Regions from separate parts of the Mus musculus genome. Here region 1 is linked to region 2. A link is a contact called in public Hi-C data. All regions are on one chromosome and are shown on one strand. The core of a region is the stretch at or near the end of the contact, and the rest is flanking DNA. Distances in the headings are between cores, read along the strand shown.

Region 1 (7,380 bases), core at 1,256-3,755, 110 kb before region 2:
AAAAAAAAAGAGTCTTAAGAAGAAAGATTGAGCTGGAGGCAAACCTTGTAGGGATTTTCTTAATAATTTCTTAATTAAGTGATTGATGTTGGAAAGCCCAGTCCATTATGGAAACCATCACCTCTAGGCTGGTGGGCCTGGGTACTGTAAGAAAGCATGCTGAGCCGGGCAGTGGTGGTGGAATACGCCTTTAATCCCAGCACTTGGGAGGTAGAGGCAGGTGGAATTCTAGTTCGAGGACAACCTGGTCTACAAAGTGAGTTCCAGGACAGCCAGGACTATACAGAGAAACCCTGTCTCAAAAAATTAAATAAATAAATAAATAAATAAGAAAGGAAACGATGCCGAGCAAACCAATAAGGAGCACTTCTCCCTGGTCTCTGCATCAGCTCTTACCTCAAGATCCTGACCTTAAATTTGTGTCCCGACTTCCACCAGCGATGGACTGTGATGTAGAAGTGCAAGTAAAACAAACCCTTTCTGCCCTCACAGGGCGAGCAATAGAAAACCTACGGCAATGCCTTTTTAATGGTTGGGATATGTGATGCTAGCTCCCTTACCCAAGTGCTGATAAAGTGCCTGTTTTTGCTGAGTCCTAGGGCATAAGCAGGCTCTGCTGCATTGGGCTGTATTGCTTCAGCTGTACAATGCAGCCAACCCAATGATGTCTGAAGGCTGTCCATCGCTGGACTTGTTGGTTAGAGCCATGCATTCATCATACAAACGCATGATGAACAGGTTTCCAAACCTCCTTCTTTCTTTTCCCAAATCCTTCTTCTTTTCTTCTGTGAACTTTTTGATGTGATGATCATTTCACTGGCTCAAAGTCATTGAACTTCCTGCATTCAGATGTTTGGTCAAGCATTATTCTGGATGTTTCTATGAGGACGTTTCAGCGAAGTTTACAATCAATAGGTACAGGAAAGAAATGTAGACCTTCTTATTGTGGGTGGGACTTGCACAATTAGCTGAAGTGCTTAAAGGAAGAGAGAAATGAGTTTCCACAGAGCAATAAGAACTTCTGAAGCTGAGAGTCACACTCTGAATGCAGAGACATATTCTGCATTGTTAGTTCTTCCTTGGGCTCTCTCTCTCTCTCCCCCCTGTCTCTCTCTGTCTCTCTCTCTCTTCTGTCTTTATCTCTGTCTTTCTGTCTCTGTCTTTCTGTCTCTGTCTTTCTGTCTCTGTCACTGTCTCTCTCTCTCTGTCTTGTCTCTCTGTCTCTGTCTCTCTGTCTGTCCCCTTCTTTCCCTCTCATTTAACTCCCCTTCCCTCTATCCCTTCCTCCCTTTTTACTGTTTCTGAGACAAGAGACTTAACTACATTGCCTAGGTTAACCTTGATGACCTAGGCTCAAGAGATCCTTATGCCTTAACTTCCTAAGTAGATGAAACACAACTGTGAAACACACACATCACAAATACCCATGGTGGGGCCTGTGGCAGGCAGCACCAATGTCCTATGAAAAAGTTCTTCCGTGATTCTATCCTCCACCATTCTTTTACAGTTTTTAAGTAATTAAGAATATTTTATTTGCATTGATGGGTACTTTTCCTGCATAAGTGAGGGTGTCTGATCCCCCAAAACTAGAGTTGCAGACAGTTGTGAGCTGTCATGTGGGTGCTGCAATTTGAACCTGGGTCCTCCGGAAGAACAGCCAGAGCTCTTAACCACTGAACCATTTCCCCACTCACCACCCCACAATCCACTTTTAATGCCAGACTATCTGCAACATTAATTCCTACTTGGAGGCAGGAACAGACTTTAATCTTTGACCCTTATGAGAATCTAAAGAGCCCAGTGCTAGGTATAAGTTAAGCCATTTAAAGAAGACAGAATGAAGGAAAATGATGAAGTTTGCTCCATCAGTGTTATGCATACATTTGCTACCTACAGTGAATAAAGTTAGTTACAACCTTATTGTCTTCACTAAAATGATAGCCCAGCACTTTGTAAAGAAAGCAATTCTTGTTTTTATCCCTTTGTTCTATGTGGATTTCACTTGACATGATTGAGACATGACTGAATAGGACACTTGAAATAAATTTAATTATAATTGATTTACTCACATTTTATTATTTTGTTTGAGATTTTTTTCAAGAATTAAGACTTCAAAACTGGGTAGATAAAACACACAGAGACTTGTATTTCTCCTTTTGGTCAAAAAGGAAAGGGATGATTCAAACCCTTAGTCAAATTTTCTAATGGCCACTAGATGGCACTAAATAACTAGTTCTCATACTTCTGCCTGCAGCATTCCTGCTTTAACTGGTTTCCATTGTCAGCTGGCAAATTGCAGAAAAGAAAAATATAAAAGCTATTTGCTGGAGATTTTGAACAAGATAGAGGTTTCATTAGCGGGGAACAGAACACATTTTGTAATTCAATTGCTAGCAAAATGATCGTCTTTATTGTTATATATTTGTACAGTTTAAAAGCAGGAAATAGGATCAGCACAGAAACACATAGGAAAATGTGGTAAGGCTAAATGCAGTAGGCACTAGCTGGGAATGTTTATCTTGACCAAAGAGGGAGGGCAGGCAAATGAGTAGGAGATAAAATGTCTGCTGAGACATTTTGAAAGATACTTTTAACCTCATATAATAGACTGCTTGTTCTTATATCATACCTGGGCTCAAGAATACCAGTAGGGCTTAGATTCCAGGAAAAGTGCTTTCTGCTTTAGATTTTTTTCTTTCTTTTTTTTAATTGAAGTTAAAGAGAGCGTGTTCCACTAAGAACGTTTGTTTGAAGACCCAGCAGTTGAATTTGATCACTAGTTGGCACTGTGGGCTACATTAAATATTAGATTCTTGAACACTCAGTTTCTGTTTGTCATAGTCTTTCAGTGTTGCAAGTTAGAGCAATACGGGCAATCACTTGATCTATGAATAGCAGCATGCTATTGTTTTTTAAAGTTTAGAGGCAGAATTCTGACATCAAAACACATCAGGTAGAATCTTGGGTCAGCAGACAAGAATATAAACTGGTCCAAAGAATCAGTGTAGGCCTTATCTTCTAAAGCCCTACAGAGAGGAGTGTTAAAGCCCACAAGTACTGAGCAACGTGTTCTTAGGCATTGAAAACTTGTTCAAACAAAGGAAGGATTTGTTAGTATTGAATCAAGTATTTTTCCAAAGTGAAAAGTGCTAACTAGTGATTCAAATTTAAGAGCATAAAAAAATAAGATTCATCTATGCTTTTGTAGATAAGTTACAAAAATCATTAACAATCAGAGTGAGTGAGCATAATGGCCTGGTCCAGTCAGTCCCTATTGGGTCACTTGAAGCCTCCCTGCGCTCTGATAATCCAGGGAGTTCACGTTCAGGCTTTAGGAGACGCCAGTGTTTCAGAGCATTTTGAGCAATAGAATCTTCAGTTCACAACTTTCACCTATCCAGGGGATTTGACCTAGAGCCTCAGAGAGCTCAACACAGACCACAGGAGCTACCCACTCCAGGATTTGTTCTTCTTTTTAAGTCAATACCTCCCAGTCTTCTTTGCCTTTGCAGTGATGGCCCGCTATCCCCTCCGGGAGATAACTCTGGAGGGAAATAAGCGAGCAGCGTGAGGTTTAGTGTGATGGCTGCCACTCTTCAGGACCATTCTCCCTCCAGGTAGTAATGAGGAAAGAGTTTTACAGGACATTTAGCGATGGCACCTGGGGAGTCTGAAAGGGTTAATTTCTCTCTTTAGACAGTTCTTCTCTTCTCGGAGCCACTTCTAGGAGGAAATCTCTTTTCTTCAGGAAAAGATGAAGCTGAGGGCTGTAGCCAGGAGGTGAGGGAAAGGTGCACGGCTAAAGCTGTTAAAAGCCAGACAAAAAAAATAAGATTCCAAAGCCCTCAATAAATCAAAGGTAAAGCCTTTTAAACATAGTGATATGTGGCAGATGGCACATAGAAGAATCAATATTCTGAGTTCTTTAGGGAGAGAACTTAATTCATTCAATGCTCGTGTAGCATCTGATACAGAGATTTGTACATAGTTAGCATCTACAAAATATTTGTTGAACTGTAGTGAGTTGGGCACAAACATACACACACACACATCTATACACCCAGGAAATCAGATACACACATATTGAGACAGTTGCTCACGCTCCCATTTAGTCAGATGACAGCTATCCTTGCTTAATTTCCAGGCCCGTTTTGTTCATCTCTCATCTCAAGGGTTTAACCTTGAGTTTGGATTAAATAAGTGAATAATGATACTTAAGGTTAAGTATTTTTGACGGTGTAAGGAAAATGACAGGCTACTTCCGCTTCAAAGGACCTTTCTGTAGGGTGAACAACTCTTTCCAAGTGGCCATTCTCAGAACAGCCTGACCAAGATATCCCCTGAAGTTGAGAACTTCATGAACTCATGAAGAGCGCCAGCTTTTGTGTGCTTGATTTAAAACACCTGATACAACTGTCTCCTGAGAGGCTCTGCCAGATCCTGACCAATATAGAAGCAGATGCTCTCAGCCAACCACTGGACTGAGCATAGGGGCACCAGTGGAGGAGTTAGGGGAAGGACTTAAGGAGCTGAAGGGGCCTAATCTGGCATCAATGGGAGGGGAGACCCTTGGTCTTGTGAAAGCTTGTTGCCCCAGTATAGAGGAATGCTAAGGAGGGGAGGTAGGAGTGGGTAGGTGGGTGGGGGAGAATCCTCATAGAAGCAGGGTAAGGGGGTGGGGGGGAGTAGGGGGTTTGAAGAGGGAAAACCAGGAAAGGGGATAATATTTGAAATGCAAACAAACAAAATATCCAATTAAAAAAAAACAACTCAGTTTGTCAGTTTGAATTCTTCCTTCACCAAAGTGCTTCGTGACATCCCTGTGCTCTGGCTGTTTTTTTTTCATTGGCCTTCATACATTGTTTGACCTGATGCTGCCTGGGAGAGGCATTTATGCTTGCTTCCTCGGCAAATCGTCATCTCTTGAAATGCTCCATGATATTCTCGTGAGTGGAAGGGCTAGTGGCTGTTTAAAATAAGCAAGTTCACTAAGTAACTTCGAGTATCACTGTGATTTCTCTCCTGCGGTCAAGTACTCGAATCCAGCCCCTTCCCCGAAACTCCTTACCTCAATAGAGTAAGGTCTACGTTTACCTTAGTGGATCTTAACTCTCCTCTTCCCAATGGAAGTTGGCAGTTCCTGAACCTTTGTCTTTATTATGACTGAAAGTTTACGTTACCCCTTGTGTTCATGGAACAGAGGACAGGGATACTGCTAAGCATCCAGCAACTTGTGGTGTCTTCCCACTTGCCCAGTAAAGAATTTTTTGATCTAACACAAAATTCTTAATTCTGTTGCTCTTGAAAATTCCTAGTTTAGAAGCCTAACCTATTTAGGAACAAACTATTCCTCAGATGCTATATGAAAGCACCATTTGGTCCTACTATTTATGTGTTTGTGTATACAAGGCCAAGTCTTCACAATGGAAACAAAGAGACACCTTTGTCTGATCACAGCCAAAGACTCAGATGTTTCTTTAACAAAAATAAACAAAAATTCTTCAGACACTAGCGGGATGACTAGGTAACAATTTTACTCCTTGGCTGAATGTTTTAGAGTGATTATTGATGGAGCCTATGATTAAAAGTGGCGCGATGCTTAGGTATCCTAGGGGGCAACAGGGGTGGTGGGAGGGGGGCAATGGGCTGCACACAAAGCTACAGAGGAAATGTTTCAAAGAACAGTGTCTTCTTTTTTATTGATCCAAATCCCATAATAATAGTTATAAGGCCCAGCTGTTCTCCCTCCCAAATAACCGGAGAATAGTCATTAACTGGAGATGCAGAGTTTTAAAATGACATAAATCACTTGGCTATTTGAATTTTGAAGATCCTTTTGGATGAACCAGGTGGTTTCCTCCTGGACTTTAATTATCAAAATCCATTTCCTTAAAAAAAAAAAAAGAATTGAGCCACTTGGGTAATTGCTATTCTGATGAACTCCAACCCCTAGCTTCCTTTTCTACTCCCACACTTCCTTGAGCAAGTTCACTCTATCATCTTTGCTACCAAAATATCCACAAGGTATATTTTTCTTCTCATTGTATGGCAGTAATCCCATCTAACATATCAAATAGAATACAAAGTGCCATGTGTGTGACTGTTATAAATTTTCCCGGCACAATTCCCAGAATCGTTACTTAGTGTCATCCTCGTTCCAAAGGCTACTTAGTAACTTTTTAGTAAAACTCATTTGAGCCTTGGTTCTTATTCGTCATCATTTAAATTATAACTCCTCTAATCAAATACTTAAAGACGGCCATTAAAAGGACATTTAGTTGGTTTCACATACTTGCTGATGAAATTGCAGTTGTTTAGAACCATTAAATATAGTATGTCCCAGAGGGTTCCTATGAAATTGGCCAGATAAAACAGAGATGTCAAGTGAAATGTAAATATCAGAGATAAATAAGCACTTCCTCCTCCTCCATGTAAGTATCTTTCCTGCAATGTGTGCAACATACTTGTAAATTGAGAACTTGCTGTTTCTCTGAAACTCAAGCTTAACCATGTAACCTGTATTCGGATTTGCAAAATTCCACAGTCCGACAAACCTATTTATTAATGGTTGTGACTTCATTAGCTCCTTTAGTAATGAGGTCTTTCAAAAAGATTCGTCTCTTTTAATGAAGCAATGCTCGTGGAATTATTGAGATCCATTGGGATGTTGGTCTCAGTGAAAATAATGCAGCCATTCAATTCTGGTTGGAAAGTGTGAACCTACGACATCCGCGAAGCTGGCTTTTCTGGTGAACCATTTACCAGATGAAGTTACTCTTTTGTTTACACTCCTACTGTGACTATATTTCAGCTCTGCCCACCTTAATCACAGGGCCCTTCAGGAAGCCCACCTACTCCCTTTGATGGCCAGTGGAAGTGGCATGTGAAGAAGTAACTTCTTAGACGTGTCATGGATGCTCACTGAAGCAGAATGGGGCTCAGTGAGCTGATTACCTGACTTTTCTCTTGATTAATTCTGAGTGACAGAGAGAAATCAATCACACGGGCAGCAAAAGAATCATCAAGTCTGTCGATGCAGCTACACAAACCTGACCTTTACCTCCTCTCTCAAGCCTTTTGCTAGGAGATTTATGTAGGAGGGAAAACTAACACTGTGACTGCAAGTTCATCCTCAGACTCTGCATCCTTAGAACAGATTGTGCTAAATGCAATTCACTGGCCTTAGGAGTATTCTACTGTCCTGTTTACACTTCCTTCTCGCCTTATTTAGTCTTTCTACTAAAACAGAAATCTGGCTACTAAAAACAAAAACAAAAAAAAAAAACAAAACCAAAAAAACTTAACCAAATAAAACTGCTTTGCACTGAAAATCAGTCACTAAACACTCCACCTATGGCATTTATAGCTAAAATTTAGAAA
Region 2 (6,823 bases), core at 3,156-5,655:
GTTATTGCTTTATAAAATTATTTTGTATTCATTAAGCCGATCTAGAAATGTGACCTGTAAAAAGGATCCTAAAGATCTGTATTAGATCATTATCCCCTTGATGTACAAAACATTAGTTGGAAATGTAGGAAAAGGCAAAACAAATTAAGGCAGTTAAAAAATCCAGCTTGACACAATTTAGAATCACCTAGGATAGAATTTTAATGTAAGACTGTCTGGACCAGGATTGTCTCAATTACATTAATTGTTCAGGGAAGAATAAGCTCACTGTGGGTGGTATTATCCCCTAGATTTGGTTCCCAAACCTTATGAAGTATAGAGAGAACACAAATGAATCTACATAAATTCATTCTCTCTTTATTGTTGACTGTTGATGTGACTAGCTGCTTCTAGTGACTATCTTGATTTTCTTGTAATGATGGACTTGTAAGAAAAATAAATCTTCTCTCACATAATGTTGGTTTTGTCACTGCATTTAATAGGAGGTACAGAAAGGAAACAAGGAGGACAAACTGTACTTACAGCTCTGTGACATCTTTTGGAATACCTTTAGGCAAAACCTTCAAGCCCTTGTTGCTACATCGTACCACTGTATCCAAGCAGGTACATTCAGAAGGACAACGGGAGAGTGGAGAGCAACTATTGTCATCATTTCCTAGATCACCACAGAAAAACACAGACAGATTTACAGTTTAGAAGGGACTAGAATGGAGTTTTTATGTTTTGAAAAATTTAACAAAAACAAGGGTATTGAGCTATGTAAATAAAAACATATCACTTCTGTATATAGCACTAAGTACTTACAGATTGGCATTGTGTATGCACTAATTTTGGGATCCCTAAGACAGGATTTCAGAAAAATAGTTCACATTTTAGTACTACAAACATAATTTTAATTTTAATAGGTAATTATTTGTCCAGTTACTTATACAGTTTTTGATCAGGATATCCAAATAGAAACTGGATTAAGAAGAAGTTATAAAGAGATAGACATAAAGGGGCAGATTACCTTCAAATTTTTAGAATCACACATTAAAAATGTCAAATTCCAGTTAGCTCCCTGTTCACTGGTAATAATAACAGAACTTGCTCTACCCAACTCATAGGACTACAGTGAGCACGAAAGCAATGGCCCAAGAGCATGAGAGAGGGGAGACTGACTCTGATTGGTTTTAATAGAACTTCTAGATTATAATGGATTTTTGTTTTGCTTTTCAGATTTGGAAACAATTCCCTCTAAAAGACACACTGAGAAAAATAAGGCTAAAATTAAGCTCTATGAGTATCATTCACAAGTTGGGAGCTTGGAATTCTTCTAGAACATTTACAAGTAGGCATTCGGTAGACTTGAATGTGAAATAGCAACCTGAGAAACACAAATGTCTTGCTAGAACAAAGAATGAAGCTACAAAGAACACTGCACAGTCCTTAGATATAAACTGGACCATGATGTGAGAGTTGTTTTAAAAATATTTTTGCCATACCATGAGCCCTGTTTGCTACCTTGTTTTACCGGACTAAAGGAAGCATGGTCCCCTGGATGACAGAGCATCAGGTTGGTCCTGTGAATGAAGATCTAAGACCCATGATTGGTCATGCATTTCTTACCATCATCACAGGTGAAGTCCTGAATGGCTACATCCTGGATTGGGATTTCCTTCAGGAAGTAGGGTTTTTGGCATCGAGGATTTCCTGTTACAATTCTTTTCCTTCTGAGCCATTCTCCCAGCCATGCCAGGTGACAGTTACAGTTGAAAGGATTGGCCAAGAGGTTTCTAAGCACCACATGTAAACAAAGCATAGTTCAGCTTAGAGTTAATCTTGTTTTTCTATATCCTAGGTGATCATTTCTCCACACACTTTTGCTTACAATGATTCCCGCCCCCTCCCACGGTCTTTGAAGGCTCATTTCTCTATATGCACACAATCATATACAAAATGGCATGCATATTTTTTCTAAAATTTGCATACCTGGAACTAAAAGACAATACATTCTCATTAGAAAATTCTTCGAAAAACTTTATGCCAAAAATATATGAAGGCAGTAATCTGGGGTTTATGCAGTGGGTTGTGATAGATACTTCACTTACAAATATCTAAACATGTCAGAGATCTAACTTACTGTCAAACTCTCCTGTGCTGATAAAGCAGTGATTTAATATAAAGATGAGGGCTGATTACCTTATATTATTGAGTTTAACCTGACGACAGCTATTCCCGTAATTTGTCATCTCAAGATTTCCATCTCTTGCTTGCTCCAGAGAATAGCTTTCCTATCCAAACTGACAGCTGAGTTGATTAAATGCCAGTTATAAAAATGAATTTATGTCTACAAATCTCAATACTTTTGGCATCTCATACTTAAGCACAAACCTATTGACAGTCGTATTATTTATAAACATGCCATCTTTAATATGCACAAATTAGTCTCTCCATGTAAAATGTCACACTTGATGTGGGACAGGGATTAAGTACTCTACTGATAAATGGATGCTTGATTCTCTTTCTTTGTTTCAGTGACTTGAGCAGTCTCAGACATGTTTATGGAACTGTCCTAACTATCCTTTATCCCCATTCTGTTGAATTAGGTTAGGACTTAGAAACTGCTGTGACAGGGAAACCATCAGTTAATAGAGCTGTGATAGCAAACAACTTGTTGAGACATAAAAAAGGCCTGGAATTCATTGTTCAAAGTTTATTTTTAAGCGTTTTTTTTTTTTGAGTTCTGTTTGTAGACATAGAACTATTCTCAAGTTTCAAGTTGTCTACATAAAATATTTCCTGAAATAGGCTCAACTCATTCTGTCCAAATTTTTCAAAGTCATAGTAATTGGCCTCTGGTAAATAGCTTTTACTTTCAATCTGTTCATCTTTATATTCTCTTGTCACCAAGAATGATTCTTTTAGAGTATAGATGGTTGGTAATAAATCTATCAATTCTGTTTTTATAATACTTATGTTAAAATGTTTATTGTTTAGAATATGAGAGGACATCTGGGACATTTGCTTGTTCAAGTTAGAATAATTTATAATTCTAAATTTAAGCTACATCATTAACTCCATTATTATAAAAACAACTAGCTGAAAAATACTATATCAAATTTTATGTAATAAACATCATAGTAATTTTAGAAAAATTAAAGCAAGGCTAAGATAAGGTTGTCCTTTTACAAATGCCTAAATACAAGGTTAAGTGTTATAGAATGTTTAGCAATTAATTAAAAATTAAGGGTAAGAAATATAATACACTATTGCAAGCCATAGATAAAAGCAGCAGTTTTCAACCTGTGGATCATATCCCCTTTTAGGGGTCCAAGGACCCTTTCACAGGGGTCACCTAGTACCATAATGTTTATGGTATTAACATAATATTTACATAAACATAAATATTTACATTATGATTCACTTCAGTAGTGAAATTACATTGTGAAGTAGCATCGAACATAATTTTATGCCTGGGAGTCACTACAACGTGAAGAGCAGTATAACTATGTCATGGCACTGGGAAGATGGAGAGCCACTGGATGAAGGCAATGCTTTTCTGCTTACAGAGTGGATAATGAATGGAGAGAATCAAATGCTCCTGGTGCCACTGTGGTAATTTGATTGTCATATAAAGAGAGCAGACGCACAGAGCCGAGTCCTATGAAACTGTCGTTCCCAACACAGCTTATTCGATTACTTCTCAGCATCCTGGGGGAAGGAAAAAGACATTGTTTGGAGATGAAATATCAGACATTCAATTTTGCCTCTCTGAGAATCAAAAATCATGCCTTTATCAAATATGTAGCATTTGTTACTATTTTGAACGTCTTTCCCCCTAGGGGTGGCTATATTCTGGAAGCCATCCTGGCTGAATAGAATGCATAGAATCACCAGTGCCTTTATTAAGCCGCAGAAGACATGTCACCATGTGGATTTGCAGTCCTATGATGAGGATAACATGTTTTCTTTTGATGATATAATTATGTTTGCCTGATCACATCATGTCCTAAGTCACCTACTCAGAGTCCTTGGAGCCCAGCGATTTGTGTATTCAGAAGAGTATGACATTTGAGATGGAAGAGAAGGAGGGAGGGAAGAATCAATAGGCAATGCAGACGGAGAACTGAGGGCATTTCAGGGACTTAGTGACTCACTGTCTGACAAGAACAGAGGGAGTCAAGCGTGACTGAGCATCCACCAAGCCTGCATCCGATTGTTTTATTTATGAAAAAATCTGTCCATAGTTTCAAGTTCAGAACTCCCCAAAGGAATAAATGCAATATACAACAAAGGTTAAATAGGTTGGCCTTGAATAAACTCTACTTTTGACATTGTCATTAACAGGATTAACAGTGTTGTCATTTCCTTGCTGCTGCTAAAGCACTGGCTTAGTTCCCAGTTCCTTCCTCTCTGAGCTGTTTATCGGGTGGTTTTCAAGAAGGAAGAAACCCTCATTTACAAATCTGTAGTTGCATTACCTATTATTCAGAACTCATGAAAAATTAATTTATTGATCTTTCCACACTCAGGGTAATCACTCCACCAGAAGAAGGAGGCAAATATAAAAAGAGAAACATTATGCTGGCTAGTTTTATGTCAACTTGACACAAGCTATAGTCGTTAGGAAAAAGAAGACCTCAGTTGAGAATATAACCCTAGAATATTGGTCTGTGCACAATCCTATTTTACATTCTTTTTGATTGGCCATTGGTATGGGAAGGCTGAAATCTGTGGGCATGTACCACCCATGGATTTGATTGGTAGACTGAACAATTCATGAAAAGCAAGCCAAGCAATCAGCACTCATTTAGGACCTCTGCATCCATTCCTGCTTCCAGACACCTGCCTTGAGTTCATGCAAACACATACACAGTTCCTTCGATAAGGAACCATGACCTCAAAGTATATGAGTAAGTAAATCCTTTCCCTTCCATTTTTTTTCTTGGTCATGGAATGATATCACAGCAAACAAACTCTAAGACAGATGATGAAAATGTTGTTGCTTTAAAACAATATGTTCAGTAATAAACAAAAAATAAAAATATTCTATTTCTTCTTAGCCATAGATAAGAAGAAAGATGGTGCCCTCCTATCCAGGCATCACTGGATAGTCAGAAACAAATGCACATGTCCTTATCAGCAATTTCCTTTGTCACGAATAACGGAGATAAGTGGGCTTTATCTTACTGGAGTTCTGAGACCCTTGAGGGAATTGAAAAAAACTTCTCTTTTGAAAAAAATTCCAGCACATGAATAGAGCCAGCTTTGCCTGATGTCTGATGTCTCAGGACATTTCATAACTTGTTGAACTATGCACATGTATTGCTAACTATCCTATTATTGCTGAGGAATTCAAATGTTCAGAATACCAAACCTCAGAGACTGTGTAGAAGGATAGATCTAGACACTTCTACTCTCGTAGATGGAAACCACAAGTTTGACTCTCAATTGCTCTATATTTCTTGGAACAACTGAACTGAGGAGAAAGAGTGCGGGTACAACATAAACAGGAGAAATGCATCCGTAGAGAGAAAATGGAGAAAGCTGATTTCAGAGAACTTTTAGGCAGTATTCTGTTTTTGTATCTACTCAAAATAAATACTTTGATATGCTGTCCAGGGTGATACTACAGACTGAATTATGACTCCCCTAATTCACACATTGAAGCTCTTATCACCTAATTTGACTGCCTTTGGAGAGAGCCTATATCATTTTCTAAACTTTTATATAAAGAGAAAGACACCCTGAAGACCGCATACATCTCACTTTCTCTGCTTATCTCTACATAAGAATGCAGACTGAAGGCCATGTGCATCTACAGCAGTAAACTAGGCAAGAACAAAGCCTGTAGCTTAGAAGATGGACTGAAAAAAAACTTGAATTTCATGGTGAATATCTATATCCAGAAACATGAGAGATGTGTGTGCAGTGTTCAGTCTGTGGTATCGTGCTGTGGCAGCACAGATGGGCTGATATGGATAAATTTCTAACCGGTTCCCCTTACCTTCTTCATAGTATTTCTATTACCAACGAAAAGACCCTCAACATCTGTGGAAGAAGGGAAGTGCTCTCATTTGTTGAGTAATCTTGGACAGCCAAAGGAAATAAAGAAGCAGGCGTATTTTCTTAGTTATCTTTCAATACACTTTCAATATATCCCCCACAGACATGCTCAGAAACTGTTCGTATAACATTTTAGAGTGATTCAAAACTAGTCCCTGAGAGAGGTCTGCGATTGACATGTGACCTTGCTGGATTGTTAGGTTGGGCAACACTGGAGCACACATCTATTCTAATGTACAGAGTTTCTTTGTTTTTGTTTTTGTTTTTGCCAGACCTAAATTAGGGACGCTATTAACAAAATCAGCTAGAGAAATACCTTTCTCTCTCTTCCTCTCATAAAGATCAGGGACTTCCCACATGTCCATTATCCACAGTTCTCATGGTTAGGTAACATGCTATTGCTTGAGCCTATGTTTACTGCCTTGTCAAGGGCTGCTTCTTGACTGCTAATAGATTCTTTTATTTGCTAACACAACTGTTTTAGAATTTCATGTTTTCTCTCATCTGGCTTAAGAGTCACTACTTTTGGCAAACATTATTATAAAGATTCACCGAGATAATTTAAACAATACAAAGTGCTGCATTTACCATTTGATCCAAGTCTTGTCTTCTCTATATAAACACCATTTGGGAGACACAGAGAATTTGTTCCTTCCAAACCCCCTATCACTAAGCAAACATAGAAAGCCCTTAGCATATTTTCTTAGTAGTAGACCATAAAGGGTTGATCCCCTTCACGGCTTCTTTTCTACTGAAGCAGCACAGGAACATTTAA

The links. A called contact is a pair of places that touch in the nucleus more often than the background predicts.
Region 1: a contact with region 2 is called in a Hi-C map of the N1E-115 cell line, with 6 times the contacts expected there. The contact joins two enhancer-like sites. A contact is called at or near these places in 7 of 39 promoter capture datasets (the 3T3-L1 cell line, embryonic stem cells, hippocampal neurons and 3 more), 2 of 15 datasets of contacts at CTCF or cohesin (the NIH/3T3 cell line and embryonic stem cells), 48 of 484 Hi-C or Micro-C datasets (the BV-2 cell line, the C2C12 cell line, the G1E-ER4 cell line and 21 more), 2 of 115 datasets of contacts at active chromatin or transcription factors (a beta-TC-6 cell line and embryonic stem cells) and 2 of 9 other capture datasets (embryonic stem cells and pancreatic islet).

What each region holds. Positions count from the first base shown.
Region 1 is chr5:48,340,711-48,348,090 of GRCm38.p6, reverse strand. No RefSeq gene overlaps it. Among named protein-coding and RNA genes, the nearest start is that of Pacrgl, 28 kb to the left of the region's middle. Within about 2 kb of position 2,505, at least 19 of the 459 cell types and tissues checked have an H3K27ac peak or open chromatin away from gene starts, as enhancers often do. A contact at or near this core is called in the N1E-115 cell line, where this site is marked.
Region 2 is chr5:48,232,208-48,239,030 of GRCm38.p6, reverse strand. It overlaps Slit2 (slit guidance ligand 2), which reads right to left. Exons shown (of 36, transcript NM_178804.5): 18 at 3,550-3,693; 19 at 1,609-1,775; 20 at 523-655. Among named protein-coding and RNA genes, the nearest start is that of Mir218-1, 12 kb to the right of the region's middle. Within about 2 kb of position 4,405, at least 4 of the 459 cell types and tissues checked have an H3K27ac peak or open chromatin away from gene starts, as enhancers often do. A contact at or near this core is called in the N1E-115 cell line, where this site is marked.